Regions from separate parts of the Triticum aestivum genome. Here region 2 is linked to region 1. Evidence: chromatin contacts called from public Hi-C data. All regions are on one chromosome and are shown on one strand. Each heading gives the region's core, a stretch centred on a gene start, on an enhancer-like site or on the middle of the called end of the contact. The rest is flanking DNA. Distances are from core to core; before and after follow the strand shown.

Evidence for each region. A called contact is a pair of places that touch in the nucleus more often than the background predicts.
Region 2: a Hi-C map of leaf shows a contact between it and region 1, with 6 times the contacts expected there. The contact joins the promoter of LOC123136741 here to the promoter of LOC123136736 in region 1. A contact is called at or near these places in 2 of 5 Hi-C or Micro-C datasets (both in leaf).

Annotation. Positions count from the first base shown.
Region 1 is chr6B:233,361,991-233,365,179 of IWGSC CS RefSeq v2.1, reverse strand. LOC123136736 reads left to right here and starts at 1,374. Exons shown (of 12, transcript XM_044556219.1): 1 at 1,374-2,442; 2 at 2,541-2,743; 3 at 2,902-3,099. The coding sequence starts at 1,869.
Region 2 is chr6B:234,322,277-234,325,493 of IWGSC CS RefSeq v2.1, reverse strand. It overlaps LOC123136741 (lipoxygenase 2.3, chloroplastic), which reads right to left and starts at 1,291. Exons shown (of 6, transcript XM_044556227.1): 1 at 792-1,291; 2 at 392-657; 3 at 44-281. The coding sequence starts at 1,143.

The DNA of each region.
Region 1 (3,189 bases), core at 125-2,624:
ACTCCGCCGCCTCTTCCGCCGCCGCCGCCCCCTCTAGCGCAGATCTGAAATCGCAGCGGCCGACGGCGGTGAGGCAGTAGGGAAGAAAGGGGGGTAGTGCCTATGGGTGAGCGAGTGAAAGGGGGTGAGGCCAGATTTCCATCTCGCGCCATCCCCTCTCGCCCTCGCCTCGCACGCGCCCATGCGACCTCGCGCCGCACTCAGCCTGACTCGCGAGAAACTGTCGATCCAAGCGTTTCCAGCGAGCCAGGCTGTGGGCTGCTTTGAGAAGCGTGCGATGCAGGGCCAACAGTGAAACCAGGCAAGCAAACATGCCTCTTCCTTCCCGCGCGGGCCTGGTTGGGCTCGATGCGGGCAACCAAACACGCCCTAGGAGAGACACTGGCTTGATTGCTGATAGCATGTGGCGGACCCCCTACCTGAGGTCTGCCGGCTTTTGTACCGACACTCGTGTTGCACAAACACTAGGAGAGACACTAACTTGATTGCTGATAGCATGTGGCGGATCATGACAACATGTGGTATCTTGCACAACATGATCATCGAGGACGAGAGGGATGACCCGGAAAACTTACGGTTCCTCTACAATGGTGTCATGGTGGAGTCAAAACGTCGCCGAAATAGTACCCATGCATTCCTTTAAGCTCACCGAAGGATCAAAAAGCTCACAAGCAACTTTAAGAAGATCTTGTTGAGCACCGTTGGCACTTCATAGCACTTGATTCTAGTGTTTTTACCATGTTTTAGTTGGATTGTTAGTTCATTTGGACCGCATGTTGTGTTTCAATCTCAATGGTTAAGTTTAAAAACCTTAAATTTTGATATGTACTTGAAGTGTGTGTACTTGAATTCTCAAGTTTTGAATTAACATGGTTGTGGCAATATATGTTGAGACGAAGCCTGTGTGCAAAAATGGGAATTGAAGGGTGGGATAGGACGGGTAATTGAATTACGGGGATGGGCTAGAAATGCCCTTAGGTCTATTCCGAACCTAAGTTTGGTTCATGCCTGCTGAGTTGGAAATTCGAGAACAGAAATCGCGGTGCGGATGCCGTCCCGGCTGTATCGTGTGTCGATCGATCCTAAGCGCAACCACCATACTGGCTAGTTCCGGCGAGCTGAGGTCACAACAAAGATGCTCATCCAATATGGTAAACGGCAGTTGCAGTGGAGTGTTCCTCCTTCCGTGTGCTGGAGCCACTCTGGTCTGGGCTCAGTCTGGAAATCCAAGAACAGAAATAGATGATGATTCCTGGCGCGGCGTGCGTCCGTCCGTCCGTCCGTCTTGTACCGCCATCGATCCGCGACGCTGCTGAGGTACACATGGACGCGCCAACGGCCGCCGTTGCTGATCCAGACGCTGAGGTACTGGCTAGTACTAGATCACATCGTTTTCCAACGAACGCTCCGACGTGTAAGCAAGCGACGCTGCCGTCCCGTCCGTCACCCGGTCCATTCCCGTCCATGGTTGCGGCCCTTTGGGTGCAAGACTGCCTCCCCTCGACGCGCGTTTCTTGCGTCTCCTCCCCGCCGATCCGTCCCCGCGCACGCACCGCAGCAAACCAAAAAAGAGCCGCGATTTTTCCCAAAGAAGAATCCCCCTTCCTGTTCTTCGCCGACCGAGATCGCCACCCGCCCACCTTCTGTGGTCGCACCGGTCGCCATCCTCTCCGAGCTCTCGGAGTGCGTTGTCGCCGTCGCGTCGCTTGCGAGCCTGTTGCTTCACCCTCTCGCCTTGCTCCGGCTATAATTGAAGGTCTGGGGATTCTTGGAGGCTCTCCTTGCCCTATATTATGCGCCGGGCGGTGGCAGTCGAGCGTTGACGGCTAAGAAGTGACTGGTGAGTGAATTCTTAGGGGGGGACGGGAATGGCGCGAGGCGTGGCGGCAGCGGTGGCGGCGTTGGGGGTCGTGGCGGTGCTCTTGACCGCCGCCGCGGCGAAGGTCTGCACGAACACGTTCCCGTCGTCGGATTCGGTGGCGACCCACGCGGAGCGCGCGGCGGGGCAGCTGCGGCTGCCTGCCGGCCCCGCCGCCCGTGGCCACGGGCACGGGCACGACCACGAGCAGCACCTCACCCCGACCGACGAGTCCGCCTGGATGGAGCTCATGCCGCGGAGGCTCCTAGGCGGCGGCGGCGGCAGCACCCCGCCGCGCGAGGCGTTCGACTGGCTGATGCTCTATCGCAAGCTCCGGGGCGGCGGCGCCGCCGCCGTGGACGGCCCCGCGGGTCCGTTCCTCTCGGAGGCGTCGCTGCACGACGTGCGGCTCCAGCCGGGGACCGTGTACTGGCAGGCCCAGCAGACCAACCTGGAGTACCTGCTCCTCCTGGACGCCGACCGCCTCGTCTGGAGCTTCCGCACGCAGGCCGGCCTGACGGCGACCGGCACGCCCTACGGCGGGTGGGAGGGGCCCAACGTCGAGCTCCGGGGACACTTCGTCGGTGCGCCGCCGCCACAATCTTTCCCTGCTCATTCGCACATGCCAGTCGCTCATCTCAACTGAACTTCTTTTGGCCTGACGCTGTTCTTTGCATTGCAGGGCACTACCTGAGCGCCACGGCCAAGATGTGGGCGAGTACGCACAATGACACCCTCCGTGCCAAGATGTCGTCCGTCGTCGACGTGCTATACGACTGCCAGAAGAAGATGGGCACAGGGTACCTGTCGGCCTTCCCGTCGGAGTTCTTCGACCGCGCTGAGGCCCTCACTACTGTTTGGGCTCCTTACTACACAATTCACAAGGTATACAAAATGTTTTAGTCTCTACTCCTTCAACATGTAAATCATTGTGTTGAGTTGTGATCTGGATTCTGTGATCCGTATCCCGTGTTCTGTACTTCTATTCTGTGTGATTCTCTAATGCATTGTCTTGCTGCGTCTGCAATTTTTTTGGTTTGTAGATTATGCAAGGGCTTCTTGATCAGTATACAGTGGCTGGAAACTCCAAGGCCCTTGAGATGGTTGTGGAGATGGCTAACTACTTCAGTGACCGGGTGAAGAATGTCATTCAGAAATACAGCATCGAGAGGCACTGGGCATCGCTCAATGAGGAGACTGGGGGCATGAATGACGTGCTATACCAGCTCTACACAATAACGGTGATTCACTGATTATGTGTAGTTTGTCATCTGCTTTACTATTTTAAAAGTATGTTTTGAATGGAGTTCAGAGTTGCTTATTTCTCTAAC
Region 2 (3,217 bases), core at 42-2,541, 960 kb before region 1:
ATTGCTTAGCAGGTAGCAAGGGCGGTGTGCTTACGTTACGTACCGTAGAGGGTCTTGGGCCGGCCGGTGCGGCACCGGCGAGGGTAGGGGTGCTCCTTGGTGCCCAGCACCGGGCGTTTGTGGTCCATGTTCTTGTCCGGGTCGCCGAGGTCGTTGTACGTGTCGTAGTCGTAGACGCGCTCGTGGAACTTGCGTTCGCTGTGCCCGTCGCCACGCAGCTTCTCCAGCTCCTTCTTCCTCAGCGCCTCGATTCCCGGCGGCGTTTGCGACGGCAGGTATGACTGCAACAACATACGCACGCCATGGTTAGTTCCATAGTACAACCAAGCAAGCACGGAGAGAGCGTGGCTTCATGGCTAGCTTAGCTGCATGCCGTTGGCTAATTGCCTACCTTGACGGTGAAGAAGGCGCGCGGCTCGGGGTCGTCGAACTTGGAGTGCACCCAGGAGGCGACGTCGAAGGTGATGGCGGTGCTCTCGTCGCCGCCGGTGATGAGCTTGATGTCCTTGATGAACATCTCCCTGTGGTGCTCGTTCTCCACCAGCACCGCGCCCACCGGCCCGAACGACGCCGGCACCGACATCTTGGCCTCGTACGTCCCCTCCTTGAGCGTCATGTGCGCGAACCCCTTCACTTTCTCCCTCTCCCTTCCCGTCTCTACGCATCGAAGCAACTTTTCTCAGCCATGTGAAAAATCAAATCAACCGCTGGCTGTAGCATGCATGCAACGCACAGTGCTCTCTCCTGTCCTGCATGCTATCGTTGTGGTGAGAAAAGATGGAGAGGCTCACTGGGGTCGAGCTCGGAGCTGACGAGCTCGAGCAGCAGCGTCTTGCCGAAGAGGTCCTGGATGTCGTCGAGGCCCCGGGCGACGTACACGGAGGTCGGCGCCTGCGCGGTCACGACGGCCGTCACCGTCAGCGACCTCTCCTTGGTCGTCATGGACGTCGAGACGCCGACGGCCTCCTCGGTCGACGCGCAGCTTATCCTGCGCGCCGTGAGCCGGCGCCCAGAGCGGCTCCTCCCGGCGCCGGACGCCCGCCTCTGCTGGCCGCTCGCGGCCGCCGCCGTGGCGAAGAGCGGTGGCGAGGCAACATTGCTGCTCTGCGCGGAGAGCACCAGCGGCTGCTTCAGATGGATCATGGCTGGCGCGGGCAGGGCTAGCTAGCTGCTGCCGATGGATCGAGCTGGTTCGATCTCTCCCTTCTGTTCTTATGCTGATTAGTTAGCTAGCTAGCTAGGAGGGCCGGCCTCTCTCTCTCGGCTCTCCCAAGTGCTCTGCGTCCGTGGTAGTATGTGTGTCAGTTTATATTGTTGGCTGCGGTGCTTCACGGCGATGTGTTTCACGTGCGTGTGTGTGTCAGTCGTGATGGGCTGTGCAACACGATGATTAGCTGCGTACCTGGCTAGCTAACCAAATCATTTGTCTTGGAAATAAAATGTCCATTTGAAGAGTGTATGTACATGACGCCCTATGGTATGTGGCGTGCACCTGTCTAGACGTTTACAAAAAGGTGTTGGAAAGAATTGAATCACTGTAAAAGTTCAGAACTTCAAATATAGCTTGTGAAAAAAAAAGACAAATCACGTGTTGAATAGTAAGCTAATCTAGATTTGGTTGTAAATTCCATCAATATCATTTGTGTTTCGCAATTGCGCTTTCAGTTTGGATTTGAATACTTTCCTGTGTCGCTACTCATTGTTTGCATGCCCTTTGTTTCTTTTTAGATTTTATTGAATTCTCGAAAATGACAATTGAGACCGGGTGCACCAGATATTTTCTTCTACGAAAAGTTTGAGCGAACGCCACATTTGATCTTTGTTTAGGCAGCTCCAGCAGCCTAAAGAATATATACTTCCTTCATCTCAAAATAAATGTCGCTGATGCCAGTTGCTGCATGCGCAATAGAAAGTTGGCTAGTCGACCGACTAGGGCTCGAGAAAACCACATAAAATTTGTTGAACGAGCAGGAGGGCGACATTGGAACCTTGAAGCACGTTCCACACCACACCCAGCAGCGGGGTCGGACACGATGTATACATCAGTAGGATGTAGGGTAGTGGGGTCACGCACGAAGTATACATCAGTAGGCTTGTCACTTCCCGGTGCATGTGACCGCCCATTTTGGCACATCCCCCCTCCCGGACGTGTACGTGGTCGATCTGTGCGAGAAGTTTGCACAAACACAGATCCCCTCAAGCCTCGCGGTCTTTCTTAGGGTCTCATGCTTCGCGGTTAATCTTTCTTCTTTTACGTGTGCCACACATCTCAGATAGATACCCCAGGTCCAGCACGTACGCAATCGCACGTTGATTCCCCTTCACATTATTATTGATGGGATGTGCCGCCAATGCACGTGACCGTGACATGACCATCACAGAACTTAATATGCAGGTGTTTATATAGTTATTCGAGCGTTTTTTTTAGTAAACAAACTACTTAAAAGAGAGCACACTGGAGGACAGCCACATGTACATGACGTGCCATTTTTTTCTTTTTGGAAACATGACATGCCATTTAGGGACTTCTATCCAGGCACGGCACATTTGTTGGGGGCGAAAAGGTACGGCACATCTGGTCGGTAAATATGGACATTTTCTGTGCTAGAGCAATGCCCATCTGCCTCTGCTGACTTTTTCTCGCTTGGTGGTGATTGGGTGATCGCGAAATGTGTGGCTACTGGCCATGTCTAATCCCTAACCTGTGTACGTACCAGGCGCCCCAAAAATCACGTATGTGCTACCCTCGTGTGGCACACGGTAGGACCTGTACCGCGCATGCCGATCCCTCGCTATTGTGCAACAGCAGAGTTTTTGGTCGCACATGTCACTGATAAAAGTTGTTTGTTCCGTTGCGAGCAATGATCGGTCGCTTGCTTATTTTTGTTTTCATTCGGTGTCTACAGTGTGCTGGGTACGTGCAGCAGTGGTTTGAGATCTCTCGCTCGGGGCATCCACGACGGTGCGGAAGCCCCCCGGATCGTGGTCGAGCGCCGCATATCACAGCTGCTCCTGTCGGATCTCTTCTGTCCCAGCGATATCGAGATCTTTCGCCTCGCAGCAGGTCCCTGAGACTACAGCCACTTGGTAGTCATTTTTCTTATTTCTATTATGTTTTCTTTGGACGTGTTTGTGTGGATGGACGAGTAGGCTATTTTATTGTACTGCACTTGAATTTATTGTATGAAAAGATAAGACCTCCTCCTCGCTTGGGGGA